2 separate regions of the Rattus norvegicus genome follow, and region 2 is linked to region 1. A link is a contact called in public Hi-C data. All regions are on one chromosome and are shown on one strand. The core of a region is the stretch at or near the end of the contact, and the rest is flanking DNA. Distances in the headings are between cores, read along the strand shown. Region 1 holds the start of St7l (suppression of tumorigenicity 7-like). Region 2 holds the start of Cttnbp2nl (CTTNBP2 N-terminal like).

Evidence for each region. A called contact is a pair of places that touch in the nucleus more often than the background predicts.
Region 2: a Hi-C map of the A7r5 cell line shows a contact between it and region 1, with 4 times the contacts expected there. The contact joins the promoter of Cttnbp2nl here to the promoter of St7l in region 1. A contact is called at or near these places in 7 of 12 Hi-C or Micro-C datasets (the A7r5 cell line, the Rat2 cell line, Schwann cells and 4 more) and 1 of 1 datasets of contacts at active chromatin or transcription factors (oligodendrocytes).

What each region holds. Positions count from the first base shown.
Region 1 is chr2:195,050,692-195,055,036 of GRCr8, forward strand. It overlaps St7l (suppression of tumorigenicity 7-like), which reads left to right and starts at 2,248. Exons shown (of 14, transcript NM_001007639.1): 1 at 2,248-3,060. The coding sequence starts at 2,847. Capza1 (capping actin protein of muscle Z-line subunit alpha 1) reads right to left here and starts at 2,409. Exons shown (of 10, transcript NM_001109625.2): 1 at 2,084-2,409. The coding sequence starts at 2,122.
Region 2 is chr2:195,241,046-195,245,390 of GRCr8, forward strand. Cttnbp2nl (CTTNBP2 N-terminal like) reads right to left here and starts at 1,858. Exons shown (of 6, transcript NM_001107712.2): 1 at 1,825-1,858.

The sequences.
Region 1 (4,345 bases), core at 998-3,497:
CAAAGACAGGAGGGCAAATTGGAGATCAGACCAGTCTACAGAACAAGTTTCAGATCAGCTAGGGATATATAACAAGAATCTGTCCCCCAAATACAAAACATCAAAAGCTCTTTACTAAAATAGGAATAGGATTTATCAGCAATTTATCAGCAGACTTACTACTTATTACTGGCTTGTTTATCATTATTAAAACTAAGCAATAAAGTTAAGTATCATGGTATGTGCCTAGCACCATTTGAGAAAGCCTGGCAGATTAGGGTTGGGGTCATTCTTGGCTGTATAGTGAGTTAGAGGTTTACATGAGCCACATAAGACACAGTCTCAAGAAATAGAATAAAGTTTCACTCTAACTTAATGTTATGTGAACCAAAAGTATTTGTTTTATAATAAACGTTGTCATAGTTTTCTTTGTGTGAGTTTTGATTTCTTAGGTCTTTAATATTTATAATACTCAATGTTCAAATAAGAGAAACCAATACTAAAGTGTTATTTGGTGGCTTTTTAGTTTTTGTCCTACTAACAATGAAGTTCAAACACAGGATGTTGCACATGTTAAGTACTCTAGTAACAAACTGCCATCCTGGTCCCTGTTAAGTGTTTATAAAGGTGCTAAGCACCCTTTTCAGCATTTAAAGACAGTGGCTCATTCTTACACAGGTATATATTAAGTTATTCTTTTTGAAGAAGTGATCAAAAATAATCTGTTCCCCCCCCAACAATCGGTTGGACCCCCCCAGTGCAGGGGAATGGGGGGGGGCGGTAAGGGGGATGGATGGGGGGAACACCCGTATGGGGGGTGGATGGGAGGTAATGGGGGCTTATGGACAGGAAACTGGGAAAGGGAATAACATTTGAAATGTAAGTAAAGAAATACATCTAATAAAAAACAAACAAAACAAAACAACAAAAAAGAACCCAGGCAGATTTTATAGAACACCGGAGGGCACATACTTTGCTAACAGGCACTGCAGGAAACAAAAGACACATTCTTGTCCCATAAGTAGTTATCTAGTGAAACCATTTTAACTTCTAGCCACCCTAAGATTCTGTGTTTATGGAAGAACCTGGCACTTCTTTCCTTTTTGAACAAACTGTTTAGCAAATATATGTGGTTGTCAGGAAAAGTTATCCTATCAAATTTGGGATACACCCTTGTATTTAAAACACCTTTAAAGATCTAGGCACACAAACGACATTCTGACAACCCCAGCTATAAAGCACTACAGTTGGTCATCAAAAAAGGGTTGGGTGTTTCATCCAAACTGAATGTGTTAAATGTGAGGTTTATTTGCTACATAACCTTTCTGGAGTTGAAACAAGTCTGTTGCCTACTTCTCACGGTTTAACCGGAAGTAAAAAAAACTACTTTGAAAAAAAATTATAGTTAAAACAGAAGAGTCGGAGTCACCTTGGGGCTAAACGTGCACACAAGAGAGCATAAGCAGAATAAAGGTGTTCGTCAAATTCTTAAGCAAATCCCTTGAGGTTTACTGATTTATTTTTATCCAATTAGTTTAGTCGTCAGTAGTTAAGAAAAGATGAGGGTGTGTAGGTTAGGTGGACAGGCAACACCAGAGGACCTCTCCCTGACAAGGAGTCCTGACAGCAAAATCACTTCCTGAGGAAGGAGGAGCAAAAGGGAAGTTAAGGAGGCCACTCTGATCAGGAAGTGACTCGTTCTAAACTAACCCCAATCATACCTATAAATGGGGGGATGGGGTGAGCCCCAACAGCCAAAGGCGGTAAAATAACTGCTGCCTGACACGTCCCGACATCACATTCTCCTCCTCTCTTACACAGTAAAGAGTCTACAGTTAAGTCAATCAGACAAAGTGTCTCCTCTTTTGAAGGAAGGTTGTGTTCGGTCCGGAATGAAAAGAAGAGTTGAGGAATGGGGGACTGGGGCCACCGTGAGGCAAACGAAATCTCCTTTAAGGAAGGAAGCGTCCCGGATGCAGAGGGAATATGCTAGCACCGGGAAACAACCTTCTTTTTCCAGGGGTCACCACCAGGTTTCCCACTGCTGCCGGCTCGGACCCCTGGGCCTCGTCGGGGGAGGAAGTAAAAGAGGCGGACCCCTTACCTTCTCCTCATCCGACACCCGATCCTCGAAGTCGGCCATCTTGGCTGCTCTGGCCCAGCCCGGCGGGCCGGCGCGAGGCAAGCCGGGAAGGAAGCTGAGTGGTGGAATCACCGAGGGGGCCGTCAGAAGGACCCGCCCGGAAGCTCCGGCCAAGAGGGCGCCATGTCAGTTCCGCGCGGGCGTGACAGCTTAGGGTGGGAGCGCTCTAGGAAGTCGACTTTCCCCTCAGGGTTTTGCAGTCTTAACATCTTTCTCACTGGGTTTCAGTCACTTTCCCATTCGTCCTGGAATGCTTGGTGGCGTGTCTCGACTGTCCATGGCGCCTGGGCTCCCTCTGGTCAAGTAGCAGTTGCTACACCTAGAAGTTTTCCTGATCCCGTTGGTCTCGTAGGCCGCCGAGTCCAGTGCACTAAGAGCTGCTCGGCTCTAGGAGACATCAGTACTTTTCCAACGCCGGCACAGGGCGAAAGGTGACCCCCAACCACGTACGGAACCAAAACCACTTCTCTCCAGCGCCACATTGAGTCCGTTTCCTGCAGAATAAGTGCCACCATCGGATCCTTCCCCGCCCTCCTAGAGGACTAGGTAGCCCCAGAGTAGGCCACCTTCCAGGCGTTCCGCCACCTTCCAGACCTCCGTCCAATTCCCCAGGACTCAGCCTAGACAGAGGCCAGCTTCAAGTCCGCCACTATCCCAGGATTCCCAACTCCGGGTTTCCGGCCCTTCTCCCCTCCCAGGTCCCGGCGCCTGCCGGAGACGCAAGATGGCGGACGGAGACTACTTCGCGGAAGCCGCGCGGGCTGTGGGGTGTCCCCATGCACCTGTTCCCGGCTTGGGCCTGGGCCCGCCGCTGGGCTGGAAAGAGCGGCTGAAGGCCGGGCTGGCGAACTCTGGGTCCACGCTGTGGTTCCTGGCGGGGCTGGGGCTGCTTTACGCTCTGAGGGTCCCGCTGAGGCTGTGTGACAACGTGACAGCGGGTGAGAGGCCCAAACCTCCTGGACAGTCGGGGACAAGCACCAAAGATCAGAGATTCTCAGGGAGTCATGGAGGGCTTTGCAGAAGGAAATTGGTGTTGCATGCTCCAGTGGGTTTATTTTTTCTTTTGGGCCACAGCAACCCGGCAGCTAATTGTTAAACCTGTGCTGCAGTTTACCGGCCCCTCCCTAGAGCTCTGAAGGTTCGCCCTCTCTGTTCTGCCTACGTTACCACCGGAAAAGCTACCTGTCAAGCTGCAAGCTTCAGGTAGTAAGGCAGAAGAGAGCATTCCCAGATAGGTACACACAATGTATATACATTCTTATTGCTTGCAGGGCTCTTTGAAAAACCGTACCATTGAGTCTCCAGCTGCTGAACTTAACCTACACCAGAAACCTAAGATAAGCATATCTGTAATACAAGATAGAAAATGCTATGATTTTAGTGGATCATACTTTTATTGTAAGACGGTTCAATTAAGAAACGTTTTTCGTAATATTTTTATCCTTCAGACTTTGTTATGAGTAATAAGATAGTACAGGAAAGAGAGAGAGGAGAGAGAAGCACTGACAACAGTGAGGTTGTTTAGTATTTTCCTTCCGCAGTTGTACAGTGTCACGGGGCCTGGGCTAAAGATAAAATTTGTAAACAGTGTTGATCCATGCAGATTCTGCAAATGCTATTCCTTAGCCATAGGCAGGATGAAAAGATGGGGTCCTGGACCTTTTGTGGTGTTATTGCAGAATTTATTTCTGCAGCCTCAGAAGGTGGAAATATTTCTATTAGAGAGTCCCATGAGATGACATGAAAGACCATAGGATAGTGCTCTAAAATGCTTTGGGTATTTTAGAGGACAGGCACCACATACGGTCTAATTTATCTGTAATAGTTTCATGACGTAATTTGTGTGCTCATTAAAATGCTGTTCATTGAGTTGTTCATTTATTTTTCTACTGTTGTTGTCTTGAGGCCAGGATATAACCAAGACTGACCTTGAATACCTGATCCCTTGAGCCACTTCTTAAGTGGCGGATTTAGAGACATATACTAGCTAGCCTGGCTTTAATTCTTTGTTTAATGTATGTAGCTGTCTTCAGACACACCAGAAGAGGGCATCAGATCCTATTACAGATGATTGTGAGCCACCATGTGGTTACTGGGAATTGAACTCAGGACCTCTGGAAGAGCAGTCAGTGCTCCTAATCTCTGAGCCATCTCTCCAGCCTGTAGCCTGCCTTAAAAATTGTTTTTATACACGTCCCTCTTTATAGTCCAGGATCTCCTCAA
Region 2 (4,345 bases), core at 608-3,107, 190 kb after region 1:
ATTGTGCCAAAACATCAGTGGCTTTATTCTGCTTTTCCTCTGTTTGTCAGGGCCCTGGAAATCACTACTCCTTAGGTTTCCCGACGTCTCCTACCTGGATTTATTTCCTGTTCTCCACTCATGTAATAAGATACATCTTTTGGGGGTTTCCTATTCTACTTCTAGTTTTTTTTTTTAAACCCCTGATGCTATTTCTGGGATAATGGATCTCTCCTTCCTATGGCAATAAACTTTGTGTTTGCAGGAGAGACCCTGTATACAGTTTCTTCTTTGTGCTTCCTTTCTCTAGGTGTCTGGAAACAATCACAGAGCCCTAGAGTGGCTCTGGAACCTGACTATTCAAAACTAATTACCTTCAGGAAGTCTACTCAGGAAGGCTACAGACAACAGCCACTACAATCGCCCTCTGTGACTGCAACTCTGCACCTCACATCTGTCGGCTATAAATAACCAACAGTAAAATGAACTCGGGATCAAAATTTAAAATGCCAAAAATATAGAAAAATTAATAGGTGGTACTGCTAGCCACAGCTGATGGTTAGAGATTCGATGACATTAACATCGGGACAGTCAACAAGGCTCTTGTTCTGAAATTGAAAACTACCTTTTATTTTAATGCTTTAAATTTTGGTTGATGATGCGGGCACGCCAGACAGAATCATATCACATGTAGATACGTTTTCTTTGAGATAAAATCTCATTATAAAACAGGGGTGAGATAGTACTCAGAGGCCACAGGACCAGATTAATTATAAACCTAGCCAACTGAACCTGAATTTTGTTCAAATACTTCCTGTCTTTTGTTTCAACCTGCCGTACACCTTCAAGGTTAACTGCAGTCTCCCGGAGCAACGGACCAGCCCACTACAAACTGAGAGATGGGGATTCCTACTGCAAAGGCATTTACTGACTTCTCCACACCGTTTCATTTGAAAATATGGTATTAATAACTGACTGTCAAACAATACACACTGCATTCCTACCCACACAAGGCTAACTCTGCTGAAAGCTAACACACCCACCTTGCTATGAAATATGCGGATGCTTTCCTATTAAGTTCTCAGGGAAGAAACCGGGTAGAAAGCAAAACTGAAAGGCAACTCAAACCTAAAAATCCCCCAAAAGCTGGCTTCTCCCACAAGAAAAATAAAGGGCGAGGAAGGTACAAAGGGCGAAGGGAAGAAGGTAATACATGATTTAAGCCGGGGAGCTCTCAACACTCAACAAGACAACACAGGATCTGGGGGGACCGTAGGAGCAATCAGAGGCTGGGGGATGGGAAGAGCTAAAGAGGGGAGAAGGCCGCTCTGACTGTTGGAGGTGTCTGTCTGGGTCTCGTCTTTTTTTTCCCTCCTCCTCGCCCATCCCTCATAAGAACAACGCTGTTTTTTTTTTTTTTAGATCTTATACAGCACCCTAGTTCTGGACCCAGACTTGCCAGCAGGGGCAGGTGTGGGAAGGGATGCCTGGACTTGCGGGGGTCCAATATAGGGGTGGGGGCTGCAGCTTAGAAACTGCACCCACCAGTCCCTCTCCGAGGCTAGGGCTGGGCAAAAGGCGACATGGAGTGAGACAGGTCAGGGGGAGACCCCTGCTAAAGGGCGGAGGCTGGCGAGAGACAATGAACAGTCGCGAGGACCCTGGAGGATGCCGCGACGCCTCCTCGGGGAATCCCGGGATCTGGAGGCGGCGGCCCCGCCCCCTAAGGGACCATCCCTACCCCGACAGGGACTGCTGCTGAAAGCCATACACGCTCCGGGCCGGGAGGCTCTCTCGGAGACCCGGCCACCCAGCACCGCAGAGCCCGGACCCCGCGCTCCGTACCTGGCCTCGGCGCTCCGGGATCCTTCCCCGCCGCCGCCTCCGCCGCCCGCTCCCCATCCCCAGCCTCCCAGGACCCGCCCCCTCATCCGCCGGCAGTGACCGGCAGATACCATAGCCAATTATAGTCTTGCCCTTGCGGCTCTGCAACCAATCCTCGCCGCCTGAAGGCTGGGCTTCTCCAAAGTCATCCCGGCTCCTCCTGGGGCTGCAAGATCCCTTTTGTTTGGGAGAGCCAGGCTGGGATTGAGCTGGCGTCACTTCCGGGAGGAAGTACCACCTCTGGTCGGCTGGAGTCTGGGTTCGCTCTGCTCTCCGCCTGGGCTCTGCAACTTTTCAGGATCCTGAGAACACCTTTTGGTGGCTTAATTTGGGGTTTATCCAAAATGTGAATAAAAGAAGTGAGTTTTAGCGTTTGTTTTAGAATTAGTTATTGAAAACCTAGTAACGTGTCTTCTTTGCTTCTCTCACTTTCTCTCTCTCTCTCTCTCTCTCTGCACTGACTTTTGGGTGTGGTGCTGGAAAGCAAGGGCACAAGACCATCTCCTTTAACACATCACACTGGGTACACAAAGGGAGACTCTGGGGTTGAACAGACAGGACAGCACCCGGTAGAGGAGGGCATAACCCCTGCCGACCTTCCTTTCAGGGCGAAGCCAAATAATTGCAAACTTACGCGCAGTTTTCCCACACTGTGCTTGCCTTTCATGAATGTGGGGCCCTCTTTTATATGTTTGGGCCCCGTCATACTGTGGGGAATGCGTTTTTAACGAAGCCAAAACAAAACAGTTGGATGAGGGGGAATGACTGTCCTTGTGAACACAGGAATGCAGATCTTAGTGATAAAAACAAGACCGGATAACCTGGAGGGAAGAGAACGCACTCTACCGTAGCCTGCACTTCAGCTCACAAGTGATTGACCACATTGTTTTAAAGAATTTGTAACAAGTACATGTAAGAAAACAAGTATTTAAGTGCACAAGTAACATGCTACTCTGAATACATTATTCCTAATCCTCACAATTATCAGCAGGAGAATATTAGGAATTTAATACTCTCTCTGCCTGTGGTTCTCAACCTGTGGGTTACAACCCCTCGGATAACCTTTATCTGTAAAAAAAAAAAAATACCTACATTACAATTTATAACAGCAAAATTACAGCTGTGAGTAGCAGCGAAATTATGGTTGAGCACCACAACGTGAGAAACTATATTAAAGGACAGCAGCACTAGGAAGGTTGAGAACCACTGCCCTAGGCAAACACAGTCCTCGAGACAGGTGCAGTTTACAGTCTGGGTAGAGAGATGCCCAGCCTGAGTAATCATGGTTTAGAGGAAGTAAAACAGTATTTCCTGTCAACACAGTGTTATGTTCATCCATATAATATCCGTGTCAGTGCTGTCATACCCTGTATAGTGGACATCACCGTGAGTGATTATGACGAGTCAAAGAAACCAAGAGATCCAACTGAAGGTTATAGAATTAATAACTGGAAAAGAAAGATTACAAGACTAACTCCAATCTGTGCCATAGTCTGCTAGCCGGCCACCCGTTCCCACGGGGGACCTGTTCAGAGGAAAGATAGTGATTAACGCAGCAGCAGAGCGAAGCCAATAACTCGGTACTCTCCCCTAGCCATTGCTGGCTTGAAGACAGCATGCGGAGATGCTCCAGTACAGCCCAGGTGCTTTGGGAACAGTGACCTAGAGCAAGAAGAATTTTGCAAAGATATCACGCTCTGTATTCAGAAAGACAGTCTGGTTGGATAGGGTGTGCACACCTGTAAATCCCATCATCTGGGAGGTGGAGGCAGAGGAGAGCCAGGAATTCAAGATCTTTCTTGGCTACACAGTGTTGCAGACCACCACGGGCTACAGGAGACCTCTCAGAATAGAACACAATGTCCGAAATGATTGAAAGACACAGGATTAGGTACAGGGATAGTACCACGGGGGGGGGGGTGGGGGGGGAAGGGGGTTGAAAAGAATCCATTTCCTCCTTCCTTTGCTTTGCCTGTGGGCATGCAGGGAGGAAGTGTCTCATTGCCAGACAATGAGGCAGATGTGGGACAACAGGCTATTTTTCTGCTGGATTCTGACTCACTCCAAGGTTTGCTCCAATGAATCAGCTCACCCAGCCTTCCTCTCCCTCCCTTTGTAGCTATTAATCTACCACCACCCATTCTACTCCAAAGCTGACCTAATGGAAACAGTACCATGTGACCCACATCCTTTACAGCACTGAGCAGTTCCCAACTCTCGGTTCCTTTAAGCCAGTTCCTGAGCAAGTGTAGAAAGGCTCAACAGGATGAAATCATCCTTGCCTTGTAAGACTCAGAGTCCTGAGAATGTTAAGATGGCTTTCAACTTGTCACCCGTGAGGTAGTGTGAACAGGCAGGGCTTCTGAGCCTTTCATAACCTTCAGCCTTCAATAGTGGCAGTGAGTTCTGGAACTGTGTGATTTAATGTAGAAAACTTGTAAGTTTAGGGTCCTTGGCACATAGAGCGTGGAAATAGGCTCAT